2 separate regions of the Cricetulus griseus genome follow, and region 1 is linked to region 2. Evidence: chromatin contacts called from public Hi-C data. All regions are on one chromosome and are shown on one strand. The core of a region is the stretch at or near the end of the contact, and the rest is flanking DNA. Distances in the headings are between cores, read along the strand shown.

The links. Hi-C and Micro-C count contacts between places; a contact is called where the count stands out from the background.
Region 1: a contact with region 2 is called in a Hi-C map of liver, with 2.9 times the contacts expected there. The contact joins the promoter of Ghr here to the enhancer-like site in region 2.

Annotation. Positions count from the first base shown.
Region 1 is chr2:337,914,594-337,919,686 of CriGri-PICRH-1.0, reverse strand. Ghr (growth hormone receptor) reads left to right here and starts at 3,547. Exons shown (of 10, transcript XM_035440588.1): 1 at 3,547-3,724.
Region 2 is chr2:337,799,490-337,804,168 of CriGri-PICRH-1.0, reverse strand. The region is part of intron 2 of Ghr (growth hormone receptor); the gene reads left to right. Among named protein-coding and RNA genes, the nearest start is that of Ghr, 110 kb to the left of the region's middle. Within about 2 kb of position 2,453, at least 2 of the 6 cell types and tissues checked have open chromatin away from gene starts, as enhancers often do.

The DNA of each region.
Region 1 (5,093 bases), core at 2,298-4,797, 110 kb before region 2:
AAGATTGAGAAGGATGGTAAGCTTCTGTCTAGGTGCCAGGGGACAATGGAAATCTGGAGTCTGGAAGATACAGCAGAACCAAGGTCTGACAATGGCACCTGCCACCCAGCCTGCATTCCAAAGGTCTCCCTGAAATACCAAGCTTTTTACTCTTTCTTTCCTTTCCCATTCTAATCCTTTGCTTCTTCTTTCACATATTATTTTGCTTTTTGCCTTATCCTCCTTATTTTCCAAAGGCTTGAGAAAATAAGAGCATAAGAGAATTTAAATGAGAAAGAGCATAAGAGAATTTAAATGAGAAAGAAATCTGATCAGGAATGAGAAAGGCCCTTGTAGCAGTTTCCTGTCATAGAAATTAGATATAAAGACTGATTTTCAATGACTAAATCCAGTCTCAACTTGCCAATTGGACTTGTTTCAAGGCATTATAGATGCCCAAGGGGAGGAACACTGAGCTGTTTGAGCACTGAAGGAACAGCCCTGCCTACTTGCTGTCTGCCTAGTGAAGCCTGGAAGAGTCAAACAGGCAGATGAACTGCTGTTAAATCTGGCTGACAAAAACCCTTAGATAAGACAGTGACTACATTGAGGAAGCAGAGAATTAGCCATGCCATACTACTTTCCCTAGGTTAGTGGCCTTGTGTGCTTCCTGAATCAGGTATAAGGTGGAGACATCTTATGCTATGAAACTGTGATAACTTTTAAATGATATATTTATTCTATATTTTTATGTGTTTGGGTGCTTTGCTGGCATGTATGTCTCTGCAGCACACATGCATGCAGAGAATTCAGAGGCCTGAAAAGGGCCCTGGTTTGCTTGGGACTGGAGTTCCAGAAGGTTTTGAGAAACCATGTGGGTGCTGGGTATTGAAATATCTGGGTTCTACTGCCAAGCCAATTTGACACATGAAATCAACCAATGACAGACCTTAGGATAATAATGGACATGATCTTAGATAGCAAGCTTCTCATTTCCTAAGCAATTGAGTCACTGTGAGATCAATAAGCAGCTTACCAAGGCCACAGATGAGCCACGTAGACCCCAGGTGCTTCTAAGCAACGCTTGTCTTTTCAACTACAATTGCTGCTTTGGGAGTTTTAGTTTCTTTCTTTTTGTTTGGTAAAGGGCATTGGTAATTCACAGAACAGAATGACCAAAGTAAAATCCTAGTCCCTGATTAGCTGCAGTTTTCAAAAATTTATAATATACAGCTGTGTAATTGAAGAGACCTCAAGATGATAATAGACAAAATGACCTTGTTACCTGAACTTGAATATGCCTGCTCTGAATTCTAGTCACTTCTACTCTCTTGAGGTGCAAATTATATTTTTGGTTAGGCCATCTGTGGTGGGGATAAGGAAGGGGGTGACAGAATGCACACTGTAATAAAGTAAAATAGGCCAGTCAAGATAGCAGTAATTGACAATGTACTATTGGAGCAAAGAGAAGGGAGCATGCAAACATTCAGAGGAGGGGCTCTATAGCTGAAGAAATAACAAGAACAGTTCATAAGTTAAGAGTTTATAAGGTATGTTTTAGAAAGAGCAAGGAGCCTAGTGTGCCTGGAGCAAACTGAGTCCAGAGAGGACTAGTGGGGATGAGGAGTAAACTGAGTCCAGGGAGGACTAGTGGGGATGAAGTAAAGAACAGAAGCACACAGCCCAGAGTCTTATGTGTCATTTTTATTTGTGTATTAGTTCAGATGGGGACTCATGGGGCAAAGAGATGGCATGACTTGGTTTTAAAAAGAATCTTGTTTTGGATTAGACTGTTTTCAGACTGTGCTTTGGATCAAGACCTAATGCAGAAAGTCCCTCACAAGATTCCCAGCGGTTTGTCTCCCAGGTGATGCTAGACCCTGTCAAGCTACACCCCAATCTGTTTCTTTAATATCACACATGAGCCAGTATACCTTTTCACATGCTGTCAATGCCTGATGATGTTTCTACCAAACACAGAGTAATCTGCTTTCATGTCTCACAGAATGGAGGCTGCAGCTGAAGCCAGAGCAACATGAGGACAACCATGCTTTGTTCAAGCATGACCCTGAAGTCACCTTGGAGCAAGATCAGAACTTGGAAAATCTTCCATGAGACCATTTGGCATCTCCTAGACTAGATCAAGATTTTCTCTGGATTTGGAGAGAAGGGAAGATGAAAGAGGAGAGAACACAGACAGGTCATAAGGAGATAGGTTGGTGTTGCTAGGATCCAAAGCGCATTCATGGAAGGTCACCTCAGACAGAGAGAAGTCAGCATGTGAGGCCTGCCTGGTCTCCACTCCCATCAGCACTGGCCTTCCAGCCAGGCTTGGCAGGCACAGACCACCCAGCAGGAGTTTTGCCTGACCTCATGGTTTCCTTCTCAGGTTTCTCTATGTGGGCAACTCTCCCTTTAAAAGCCCCAGAGTCAGTGAGCACCACCATCAAAGCACAGAAACTGGAGGATTGAGGGACTCTTAGAGAAAGGCTGCCTGTGAAACAGGGCTGGTTCAAGGCCACAAGGCATCCCACCCCTACTCCTGATTAGGACAGCCACGAAACACATTATTTCCAGAATCTTTCCCCCTTTCTGTATTCTAGAACAAGAAGGTAGCCGAGAAAAGGATCCTGGGAAGCATGCTAAGAAAAGATTCCTTCGGTTCTGTTTTCCTAGGTTTTCACCCCACTCTTGATGTGGAATAGGCATTTTATTCTTTTGTCGTACCTAACCATTTAACTGTGACTCTGGGTCTGAAAGCAATGTGAAAAGGGGCAGGGGGAGTCCCTCTGTAAAGGGAAACAGTGAGAAGGTTGTAGGTAAGTGGGGTTCCAAGGAGCTGTCAGTACAAAGTAAACAGATCACGTGACCAGTCGCTCCTGCAGATCGGAGACAGCCCCAAGCTGGACTTTTGTACCTTTGTACTCTATGCCGAGAGAAGTGCATGGTAACTGGCCTTTTGGTGCTTCATGAAAATACTTACGAACCACTCTGACTTTGGGAAGTACTTTGACCACTCCCGTCTTGGTTAATTTTTCCGACAAAGAGGGATAAGGTAGCAAGAGCCTGTGTCTGAGAGATGAACAGTACCCAGCACTGGGTATTTAAAACTCTAGGTCACAAACAAGGACAAACCTCAGACTGCTCAGCCTGAACCCTAGTCCTGCTGTCCCTGCAGGTCTGTGCTCTGAACTCTACATAGCTCTCTGCAAACACGTGTGCATTCTCGGTAAGTTACCTACTAGGTCTCCATTTTTTAACCTCTCCAATAGATAGATAGGGAAGGACCTTATTACTTGTCCCAGTGATAAGGAGTTTGAAAACAGGGGCCAACTGAATAACGAAACACGATGGACTCATCACACTTGCCAAAGTGTCTTCTTCTGGTACCTGCAGGAGCTGCGCTTCTCTGCGCGTGTTCTTTGAATATACAGCCTGCACTTGGGGACTTCTAGGTCCTGCCTTCTTTGGGGGGGTGGGGGAAACCCTGTGGGTGGAGAGGAGGGAAGTCTCCCGCAACTACCAATATTTTCCTCTAGGAGGAGCCCCGCTGCCCAGTTGAGAGTGACACGCACCAACTCCTAACTCCTTGCCAGAAAGCTTCATCCCAGCCCCGCGGAATGAGTAGCGGGGGCGGCGCTCTGCCTCCCGGCAGCGGGTCCGGAGCCGGCCGCCCTCAACTCCCGCTGCCCGTCGCTTGGGCAGCCTGTAACCGGGCAGCGACGGCCCCCTCGCTGAACTGAAGGTCGGCGGCCTTTTCCCACCCCTCCCCTCCCTTCCTCTCCCTCCCCCCTCCTCCCTTCCCGTTTCACCCCGCCCCCTTCCTCCTCCCCGAGCCTGACAGCCCACGAGCTGCCAAGCTGGGCGCAGCCATGGGAAGAGGAGGCGGTCTAGGGAGCGGCGGCACCGGCAGAGGCGGCTGCTACAGCGGTGGTGGCAGCGAAGGCTGCTGCTGAGCCCCGGTGGCGGCCGCGGGGACCCTGAGCTGGGGCCACGCGGGCGTGAGGCCTCGGCGCCAGCAGCCCCCACGCGGACGCGGACGCGAACCCGCGCTCTGTCTCCCGAAGCGAAGCTCCGAGGTACTGCAGTGGGACTCCGGGGACTCCAGCTCTTTTTTCCCCCACTCTGTGCCAGGAGACCTGGGAATAGACCTGGGCATGCCAACTGCTTATGAAAATGGGGATCACTTATATATTTGCCCAGATCTTTTTTTTTTTTTTTTTTTTTGATGAGTTTGAGGTGGGTTGCATTCCCCTTCTCAAAAGTTGTTTTTGCTGATGGGTTGGTGTAACAGGATCCATGTCCTGAAGAGAGAGAGAGAGAGAGAGAGAGAGAGAGAGAGAGAGAGAGAGAGAGAGAGAGAGAGAGAGAGAGAGAGAGAGAGAGAGAGAGAGAGAGAGTGTGTGTGTGTGTGTGTGTGTGTGTGTTTGGTGCTGTGTGAAGCTGAAAGTTGATGGGGGCAACAAGGAATTGGGGGCTGCAGGAGAACCATCCCAAGTTGGTGCCTGCTCCAGCCAGGGTGTGAGGTGTGAGGTGCAAGGAGAGGTTTCCTCCTAAGACAAATTTGTTAGTCTTAAAAGTTTCACCAATGTTTGTCATCGTCAGCCTGCCAAGCTGGGACAGGAACTCTACAAGCTGCTGCTGCTGCTGCTGCTGCTGCTGCTGCTGCTGTTATCTGAAGCAAGTCCCAGGGTGGAGAGACCATAGGGACTCCCGGGGGAGGGAAGGTGGGCTGTGAGCACACGACCCCTGCAGCGCACCGCCTTTGCACGTCTGTGCAGGCTGCAGCTGCATGCTGGCAGAAGAGCTAGGGTCAATAGAGTCACTGCCACCAGTCTCCATGAACTGTGGTGGGTGGAAATTGTGGCAAGCCCAACTGTCCCAGCTCTGGACACACTCGTGGTTATGAAATCAACCAGACTCAAAGTTCTGACAGAACTACAGAGTCCTGAGCGGGTGAATGGGGTAAGTGCTTGTCTGAAGGAGGAGGGGGTTGGGCTGCTGGCTACATGTACTGGGTTCAAGACAGGGCTACAGGGCTAGCCACTTGTGGATGCATGGGGAAAACTATTTCTGGACAAGGACATATATAGCACTGGGGAGTACCTTTGCAG
Region 2 (4,679 bases), core at 1,204-3,703:
CATCTATATATGAAAATTTCCCACTATTTCAAATTATACAGCACAGCCTCACATGTACATCCTTGGGTTCAACCAATCATAGGTCAAAAACAAAAACATTTTTTCTCAATGTTGGGAATCAAACCCTTGAATCTGCACATGTTAATCTGGTACTCTACTCTTGAGCCATTATGCCTGTACTAAGTGCACAGACTTTTTCCTGATAACTATTACTTTCTTATTTTATTTTCTCAAATCTCAAATGGCAGAAGTCACATCATGCTGGGTACTGTAAGTGATATAAAGCACTGGTTATATGCAAATACTGTGCCACTTTATATAAGGGGCTTGAGCCTGAATGAACTTTGGCATGTGGGCAGTCCCAAGACAGGTGCCAAGGGACAATGTACTTATAGTAGAATAAATAAATATGCCATGTGCAGCATAAGCCTGGATTAATAGCCTTTATGCGACAGCTGACTCTGAAACTCTAATCTTTATTGTGAGGTAAAGTGGCTTTATTGTCTCTAACTTGAAAATGTCCATACTTTTCATAAAGATACCAGGGATTAATATGTTCAACAAATAATGTTGAGCACTTGCTAACTTCTATAGTATTCTATGTAATTATAATGACTCAGTGGACAAAAATTCTAAAATAAAACCCTTTTGTCAAGGAGCTTCCTTGAGTGAAACATGGGAGGGTGGGAAGTGGACATACAGATGAAGTAGACAACAGGCTGCAAGAATAATAAATAATCAAATCACCTAGTATAGAAGGCTATAGAAATCAGTTCATTGTTTCTTTATCTGTATACAGAAGCTGATCTTGAATATTTCATGTCAATCTCCTGAGGTTTCATTGTTAGAAATTAGTTTAACAGCATAAGAATGAATCTCAAAGGCACAAAGAACAAATCTAGTAGGAAGCTTTAGGGACACGCATGACATCTATAATGAATGAGGAGTTCATATTCAGAGAAGTCGATGGGTTCTCCAAGGTTCAGTGTGGTTGTTGGCAGGGGAAGGGCCAAAATCACAGCCTCTACCTATTACCTTTAACAGCAAGATTCACTGGAATCTATCTGAAGACCTTGAAACATTGCAAAGTAAGAAATACCATCTGCTTGTCTCACCACAGAGTGACTGCCAAAATAAAGAGTTGAAGTGTGCTGTTCAGATTGAGACAACAGCATTAGGAAATCGGTGTGCTCTCTGGTGAGGCAAAATTTGGCTCTTGACCCATGAACCTTGCACATAACTTGAATGTTGCCATCATTCTCCAAGTTCCACTAAGTTATTTGACAATGGGATTAATTCTAAATCCTAGGTTAGAACAGAATTGAGACACCACTGAGCATTGGAATGGAGTACAATAAAAAGTCTGAAGTCATTACTCATGGTCTCACCAGTGTAAGGCAGCCTTGCTGGAACTTGCTTTCCTGAGCCATCAGTGGACTTAAGAATCTTTCTACCCACAGGTCTGCGGTGTGAATTGAAATGTTCAGAGAGGCCATGCCTGGCACAGTACTCTGAGAACTATAAATTGCAAACCACTGGAGCAACTTTAGTTACCTCTGTCCTTTCTTTCTCTAAAAACAAATTACAAGAGACAAGTTTGAAGATTTCTTAAATATATAGTGTGTTCACCAATTTAGTCTGTTTATACTTGGAAGAGACCTTGGAGTTCCTGTATAGGACCAACTTTGGCTGATCTTAGAATAAGGGATAATATTTTGAAAATTACTAATCCGTGAGCTCCAAATGTATGGATACTGAAAAAGTAGAGAAATGCTCTGGAGTCTTCATGGTGTGAATGTGAGTGAGTGAGAGAGAGAGAGAGAGAGAGAGAGAGAGAGAGTGTGTGTTTCTATGTGTGTGTTTATGTGAATGTATGTGTGTGCCTATGTATGCATGTATGTCTGTGTCTGTATATGTCTCTGTGTGTCTGTGATGTGTGTGTGTGCCTATGTGTGCCTGTATGTCTGTGTCTGTGTATGCCTGTGTGTGTGCTTGTGTGTGTGTGTGTGTGTGTGTGTGTGTGTGTTGTGTGTGTGTGTGTGTCTGTCTGTCTGTCTGTCTGTCTGTCTATCTGTTTATCTGTCTGTGTCTGTGTGTGTGTGTGTGTGTGTGTGTGTGTGTGTGTATGTATAAGTCCAAACATCAGTGAAAGGGCTGCTTTGACAATAACCTTTTGCATCCTCTTCCTGATGCTGAGCTCCTTCAGTCACCCAGGGCTTCACTTAGAAATGGAAACCCAGTGGTTAAAGACTCACTTTTCCCACACAATCAACTTACCCGTTGTCTCCCTTTGCACTCAACCTTGACAGCCCCTGTCATCAAATATCAATGTTAATCCCTTTTGACAGCCTCTCCTTTCCACCTGCTGCCCTCTAGTGGAGGTGCTGACAAGCAGTAAAATAGTAACCAACCAAAGTATCTGGCTAGTTCACACAGGTCACCATATGCCCTGACTGGACTTCACTGACCATAGCTATGCCAGGAATTATTAGGGCTGCCTCAAGCTCTTTAGACACAATTGGCGCACAAGTACTGGCATCTATCCATGAGCTTCTTTGCAGGCTTCAGAAATCTACCTGCAAGATTACCCTGACTTTTTCTCCCTCCTCTTCTTTTTCTAACATTAACCCAAATTCTATCTCTTGCAAAATAAAATAGTTCTTCATCTACCTCCTCAACATTTGGATTTTGAAGTCTTGGGGGAAATGAAAAACTTTGGGGTTTCTTTCTTTCCAGTCACTAAGTGACAAGCTGAAAAGGAACTGAGCTCTGTCAGTATGAAGGACTCTTAGTTGGTTTAATGTCCTTGCATCCTTCCTAGACCTTCTGAGATCCTGGAGTGGTCCTTTCTCATCCTGGAGGCAATGAAATTAAAGAGTCTCCAAAGGTCATGGCATATCACACAGCAAGTGGAAAATCTCGAGCTGCAATACAACCCGACTAGATGAAATCCCTCCTGTATTTCTTTAAGATTTCCATATACTATTTAATACTTGTTTGCTCTTCTACTTAGTAATATGGAAATAATATCTACCGTGGGAAATGAAATCCAACCACACAGAATGGTACTTTCTGTATTTATGATAAAACCATTCAGTTTTCCTGCTAGTTTATGTTTAACAATTATCCGGTCTCTCTACAATCCCCAGCCCTTGATTTAATACTCCTGGATCCTGAACTGTTTAGTAGGGGAGCTCTGTGGGGGTAAAAAACAGTAAAAGCCACACAGCTGATGCAGTTGATCCTAGATTTCACAAGACAGGTACATGTTCTCCTGCAAGCTTTGGGGGAAACTAAATAGTTAATCTGTTATAACCAGCAGAGCAGAGCCAAAACTGGAGCACTGACATAAATGTTGTGTTCACTTGTCTACTCCCCTCCCACTCCCAGATCATGTGAGATTGCCAACCATCTTGAGCTTACCCTTGTTAGTCTGTTGATGGTTTTTTTCATATTCTTCTTTTATTAGCTTATTTCAGTAATATTTTTCCTTAGGGCACATAAACAATGTGAGGTTTCTCTTCAAATTCTTTTTAATTTTTTTAGATTTATTGATTTATTTTATAAATGTTTTGTCTGCACCTCCATGCCTGGTGTCCATGGAAGTCAAAAGAGAGTGTCAGATCTCCTGGAAATGGAGTTATGGATGGTTGAGCCACAGTGTGGTACTGGGAACTGAACTCAGATCCTGTGCAAGAGCAACAGGCATTCCTAGCTGCAGAGCCAACTCTCCACACCCAACCTCTTCAGCTTTTGACTATAATACAAGGCAGGAGTGGGGGATGTCTCTGGATGCTACAGCTCTATGGAGATAGGACAATTTCTTTGCTCTCTGTGTGCCTGGTGCAGCAAGGAAAGAGTCATACCAAGAAGCTGGATTCCAGCTTTCTGTCTTCTGTCACTTCTAAGCTTCGTTATCTGATAAGTAGATACATTTCCAGGAGCTCCCAGTGCAGCTGCTAAGCCAGTATTAGCTTACATGGGTGCTTCTGCAGAGTAGACTCATCCAAAGACTGCAAAGACCATCCCTAGTCCTCATGCCATTTTGTGTGATAGTTGAGTCAACTCCCACACTGGTTTGCATGAGTGGTTCTTTTCCTTCTCTTGCAGAACCCACCTCAAAGGATTCCTTCAGACTCATCCTCATTTTCTCTCCTTTGGTTTTGTAATTCATAGTCTATCAGCATTGCTAAAATGTCATGGCTAAAAGGGTTCACAATTAAGCCTGTTATTTAAAAAGGAAAGAAAATAGCCCCCATTAAACACTGGCCTTGTATTTTATTTCACATGTGTTAATCTGAGCTGGAGCTTTCTTGGGGCTTAAAGGTGAGTTCCAAGCAACCTGCATTCTTTTATCTTATTCCCTAGCCTTTCACTGTCATCCTGTAACAAGACTGAAGGTTTTCTAAGGTGTACAAAGAATAGCTATACACCTTTAGTCTGTTACTGTTTTCACAGTGTCTTTGGTTTTGAATCAGCATTATAAGAGAAGGCACAATTTCCCAGGTTTTCATTCATTTGAAGTTTTGAGATGCCAAAGAATGAATATATCTTTATTTTTTAAATGAAATTGTAAATAAATACACAAAAGTGTATTTTCTTTTTAACAAATCTTAAAAAGGAGAAAGGTGGGGGAAGCTCATAAGTCTGAGAGAAGCATTATCTAATGTACTAATGTT